2 separate regions of the Zea mays genome follow, and region 1 is linked to region 2. The links are chromatin contacts, called in public Hi-C maps. All regions are on one chromosome and are shown on one strand. Each heading gives the region's core, a stretch centred on a gene start, on an enhancer-like site or on the middle of the called end of the contact. The rest is flanking DNA. Distances are from core to core; before and after follow the strand shown.

What was found. Hi-C and Micro-C count contacts between places; a contact is called where the count stands out from the background.
Region 1: a Hi-C map of leaf shows a contact between it and region 2, with 3 times the contacts expected there. The contact joins the promoter of LOC103647483 here to the promoter of LOC100384175 in region 2. A contact is called at or near these places in 3 of 25 Hi-C or Micro-C datasets (ear and leaf).

The regions. Positions count from the first base shown.
Region 1 is chr2:191,310,740-191,313,525 of Zm-B73-REFERENCE-NAM-5.0, reverse strand. It overlaps LOC103647483 (heat stress transcription factor B-1), which reads right to left and starts at 1,444. Exons shown (of 2, transcript XM_008672013.4): 1 at 659-1,444. The coding sequence starts at 886.
Region 2 is chr2:190,912,344-190,915,147 of Zm-B73-REFERENCE-NAM-5.0, reverse strand. It overlaps LOC100384175, which reads right to left and starts at 1,518. Exons shown (of 1, transcript NM_001176752.2): 1 at 715-1,518. The coding sequence starts at 1,517. The coding sequence ends at 1,044.

The sequences.
Region 1 (2,786 bases), core at 195-2,694, 400 kb before region 2:
CAGGCGCGCGCCTAATTTGCTTTGCTTTGCTTTGCTTATTCCACGGAACAGCTCCCACCTCGCAGTCGCAGCACCTTTTTGCGCGCGTACGTGTTGCTGCTAGGTGTATCGCGACGAGGACGAATGAAGCCACCACTTCCTATACTACTAATTAAACGCGTACTCTGATTGACTGTCTGCTGTACCATGTTGTACATCTCGAAGCAAAGGTCACACAGGTGACAGGTGGCGTAGTACAGGTGTTGTGCTACGTGCGTAGGGGTACACTACACACACCGGGAAACGGAAACCGATAGCCAGGTCGTTGCACAAACGACACAAGGAAAGGAAAGGAAGAAGCCCTGGCCGCCGCCTTGCTCAGTTTCTACGTTTCGACCGGCGGCCTTACGTTACGTGTACGTCTCCTCGCTCGCTCTCGGAAGGTTGTGGAAGGTTTCTAGACTCGCCGACCACACACGCACGTTCGGCAACTCTCTGACGACGACGCCGGTCGAAAGGCTTTCTTCTCCCATCAGTTTCGTTGGACATAAACAAAAGACACACACACAGATCGAACCAAAGCAGACCTTTGTTTTATGAGGCAGCTATCTAGTCTAGTCATCAACTGAACAGAGAACAGATGATGTATAGATGGAGGAGTGTACGTAGTAGTACTCACGTAGGTGTTGAGCTGGCGGACAAAGGAGGAGAAGTTGCAGTGCTTGAAGTGGAGCGGGAGGAGGTCGCGCGCCAGCTCCACGGGCTTCCACACCACGAAGGAGCGGCCTTGCTCCGCCCACGAGATCACCTCGTCCGTGCCCCGCTCCTCCACCATCTGGTGCGTCTTGCTCAGGAACGGCGCCGGCCCGCTCCTCGACGCCGCCGCGGTGGCGCCTTCCTCCACCATCTCTCGCTCGGCGCCGACGATTAACTATTAATAACTGGCTGCCTTGATTATTGCACGAATCTCGCTCGCCTGCTAGTACCTAGTATGTATATATGTGGTTGTTGTGTAGCCTACTACTACCTACAAGGAGGAGGAAGAAGAGGTGGCTAGCTAGCTAGTAAGAGTCTGCGGCGGCGGCGGCGGCCGAGAAGAGCAGGAGGGCGGTGAGGAACTCCCAGCCCCAGACGTAGAACCCGGTCACGACCGCCCTCCGCCCGCACCCGCCCGCCTCTACTCCCATGTAAGCGCCTGCGCCTGCGCCGCCGCCGCGGCCCGCTTCGGTGTGTGCTCTCCGCCCTGGCGTGTCGCCGCTTGTCTGGGGAGGGAGATGAGTCGCTCGCCCCGTCGCCTCGGGCGATTTAAAGGATGGAATGGCTTTGCGGCGATAGACCAGCGAGGCGGTTGCTTTCGTCTGGCAGCGTGAGCTGCGACTATTTCTTCGCGCGGGTCAGTCTTGTGTGTTTCTTCGGTATACGTACGTTAGTACGTATGCTCGCCCTTTCAGCCGCTCCGGTCCGAATAGAAGCTTCCACAGCTGGCAGTGGGCGCGACCCTGTACCCCTCCCACCGTGAACCGAGTCAAAAATCGTCGCGCGCGAGCGGGGCCCGCCGCTCCTGGCCTGGTAGCCTCGCGGTGGGACGGGTGCACGGCACGCAGAAGAGGGCCCGCGCGAGCGCCTCCCGCGGTCGAGGACGAGTTGAATGTCCTTTGGGTCCGCGCGCACCGTACCGTGGCCGCAGTCCGCGCGTTCCAGAAAACCCAAAGACCCACCACCGGTGGCTTGCGCGCTCGTTTGCACTCCCACTGCGGCGCCACATCTTGCTTCCACGGACGTCGTCGCCCCAACCCAGAAGTTGGATGGGTTGGTGGTGGGTGGGCAAACGCGAAGTCCGTCCCTACTACACGTACGCGAAATTCTCGGACTACGAAGAACGAGAGAGGCGCACGCGCCGTCGGTCGACGGTCGATGATGCTTGCAGTCCAATCTAGTAGGCCGGTGACGCTGACGCTGTGCTGCTTTGATCCATCGCACTCTTAGCTAGCCATCATAGTGTGTATACCTATAATTTCACCAGCCATTGTTAGTTTCTTCTCCGTGAAACCAAAAAAAAAAGGTTCGAGGTAGGTGCGAACAAGATGTTTGGCTACCGCCACCATGAGGATCACTTAAGGCTAGTTTGGAAACTTAAATCCACTTCAAAATTGAAAGAGATTAGAAAGAAAATTACATTATTTCTATCCCAATACCATTTAATCATAAGGTGTATCTCAGGTTCCCAAAGTAGCCCTAAAGCGGTCAGGCTCGCTTGACATGGGGCCTGTTTGGTTCAGCTTTTTTCTGACCAGCTTTTCTGAAAATCTGGCTGTGAGGAGAATCTGGTTGTGGCGAGAATCTGAGTATCATTATGATTATTTCTGGAGGAAGATAAAATTGTTCATAGGGCTTAGGATCTAGAAAATGACGGATTCCTACTATTACAACGACTCAACCGATTATGTGTTTATGTTGATTTTGGATGGTTTTTCCCCAATGAATTTTATAGAAGCTGGCTGAAAAGCTGAATGTTTGGCAGTCCGCAGCAGCTTTTGGTGGCCAGAAGCTGCCAGAAGCCGAAACAAACAGGGCCATGAACACGCGTGCATCCCGACCAACATCTACACGGACACAGATAGCTTAACTGTAATAATGTACAGTGGAATGGAGTTAAGCGTAATTTCGATGTTTGCCTTATATTTTTTTTCACTGCACGGTGCTAGTCTCTACCACAGTAAAGCTGGTAGGTTTATTCCTCTCCTCTTTATCAGTAAGTCATTATCCTATAGATAGACCATACAAACCAATCAAGTATCTATTAATGA
Region 2 (2,804 bases), core at 269-2,768:
ATAATGCTCATATGTTTTTAATATTGAATATAAATTATATATATATATATATATATACGTTTTTTGTAAAAACTATATAACCGTGTCGGGCCAGACCAGCACTATGGGCTGAAGCTACAGCCCAAACACGGCACGACGTTCTTGGCTCTTGCAAACATTAGGTTGTTTAATTTATGAGACCACATTGGTGCAATAGACTCCATGGTGTTTGAGGTTGCTGAATTGGATGGAGCAACAATAATTTGTCACACTAACAGTAAAATGAAAGGTTATTTGTTGTTTTTAAACGTTAGTAATTGCTACGAAGTAGCATAATTTATATGGAGCGCATCCAGTTTTTATTGGTGCCTGACTTTAGCAACCACTTTATATTTTGATCTATCTTTTTTATAAGTTTGAGTTCATGTGACTTATTTTAGAAACTTGAGCTCACAAACTTTCTCTTATTTGGTCTCTGTATGGTGAAATTATGTCATTTTATAATCTCTGTTCGTTCAGTCAGTCGTTGTGAACTCTTTTCTAATCGCTCACTTCATTGGTCGTGTTGTACAAAAATATATTGGATGAAGTAAATAATAACATCAGTTAGCCAAATAAAAAAATATTATATGGAGAGCGAAGATAATCAATAAAAATTTTGATTTTTTTTATAGATAGTTAACATGGGTATTGTTGTAAGTCGTCGCAACGCACGGCCAACCGACTAGTATATATATATATGCACAGGTCTCGAACACGCTCAGCTGGAAAGTAAGTGCCGACTATAGATGGCAAAAAAGCACGAGGCCCGTGAGCCCGGCACGAAGCCTGCTTTTTGGGCCCGGTCCGAGCCCGGCACGGTAGAATAAGCGGGCGGGTTTGGACAGGAAACTAGGCACGGCCCGTTTACCTCTAAGCCCGTCAAGCCCGTTTTTTTACACTAAAACGTGCTTACCGGCCCGTTTAGTCCGCTTTTTGGCCCGTTTTTTCGTGCTAAACGGGCCGGGCCGGCCCATTTAGACCCACTGCGGGCCGAGCTTGGACAGAAAATTAAGCCCGCTGTCTCAGCAGGCCCGGCCCGGTTTTTGGCCGGGCTTCACCGGGCCCGGGCCGAGCCGGGCCGGGCGGCCCGTTTGGCCATCTCTAGTGCCGACCGACCGATCGATCGTGCAGGGCCCATGGACAAATGCCGTACCGTCTCGACAGCAGAAGGAAACGTTCGGTGCTCTGTATCGGGATCGGGACGGGGGAGCGGCCGTGCAGGGCACGACCGATGATGGGTCGCCCCGTCGTCTTCGAGAGAAAAGGGTGAACTGTGAACGGAAGGGACAGACGGACGGACACAGACAAAGGTCGGTGGGGTTACTGGTGAGGTCCTGTGCCGCCATCTCCATGCATGGGGTTCGTTCGATGCATGGGCGCGCGCCTCCGTCGATCGCCGAGGACCGAGGACGCGCGCCCACAGTACGCCGACACGGCGTCCGTCCGGCCCGCCCGCCGCTCGTCCCGTCCGTCGTGGCTCGTGGGGATGGGGCCATAATTGCGTCCCCGCACGCAGGCGCGCGGGGGCGACGCAAATCCCTGTGGCTGTGCTTCTCCTCATCGCGCAGGCCGCGGCGAGTACATGAAGGTGAGGGCGCACGCGGTCCTCGCACGGCCTGAAAAAAAGCCAGCAGCTCTGGTTCGCGCTTTTCCGGACCGGCGCGGCGGGGCCCGGCGCGTGCCACCGCGGCCGGGCTGAGATGTACGGTGGGGACGGGGGGGCCGCCTGATGTGGCGATGCTTCGTCGGTCGTGGCCGCTGCCGCCCGGTGCATGGCGTGTACCGGTGTACGCCGGACGCGGACGGGCCCGATGAGTCGGCTTTTGGGCCGGGTGTCGTGGCTCGCTTTTTTCACGAGACGACGCCAGCAGCCCTGACACCAAGAAGGCTGGTAGCGTATAGCACATTAACAGCAGCACTCGACCACTGTGTTCCAATCCAAGTCAAAACGCGCGGTCCGTGTTCCGGCCATTCGACACCGTTTGAAACTGGCGAACTCACAGCCCGGTCGTCCGCGCGCTCTAGAAGCCCGGCACCGGCAGCTCGCCCCGTCGCGAGGCAGGCAACACGCTGGTACGGTCTCTGGTCGCGAGATCTGAAACTATCATGCGACAGGCGAGAGCAACACGGCCGGTCGGCCCAGCCTACTCCTGCAGGCGCCCTGGTCCTGACACTCTCGAAAGCCAGCCACAGCTGCCGCTGCCGCTGCCGGGCGTTGGCTCTCAGGCTGCTGCTGCCCCCGATCGTGGCCGACTGGCGCCTGGCGGCTGGCCGAGCCGAGCAAAGCACAGCGCCCAAAGGCATAGTTACAATTACAAACCACTCACTCGCAGCCTTTCCGGTGTCGCCAAAACACGTCACACGTGCTGCCGGTACAATTATTGGCGACTACGTACTGTCGCCCCGGCCGGCGCTCTGTAGCCAGACAGAGCTCGCGCTAGCTTTGCTGCAACGCTGTGTGGCGTTGCGTTGCGTGCGCTCTGCTCTCATGCATGCATATTGCATAGTAGCGATCCTTTGCTGACTATGCAGCTGGAGGCTCTGTGCCATCCTGTAAGTTGGGCCGGGCCGTGCTGACCCGGCACGAGCCCATCGTGCTTCGGGCTTAAATAATTCGGGCCGGGCTAGCACGAATTGCACTCGGGCCGGGCTAAATCGTGCTCACGTCCTAAAATGTAGGCCCAGCACGGCCCTAAATTAGACCGGGCTTGCATCGGGCCGTGCTGGCCCAGACCCGGCCCGTAAATCATGGACCATGAACCAGTTGCACGCGAGTAAATCAT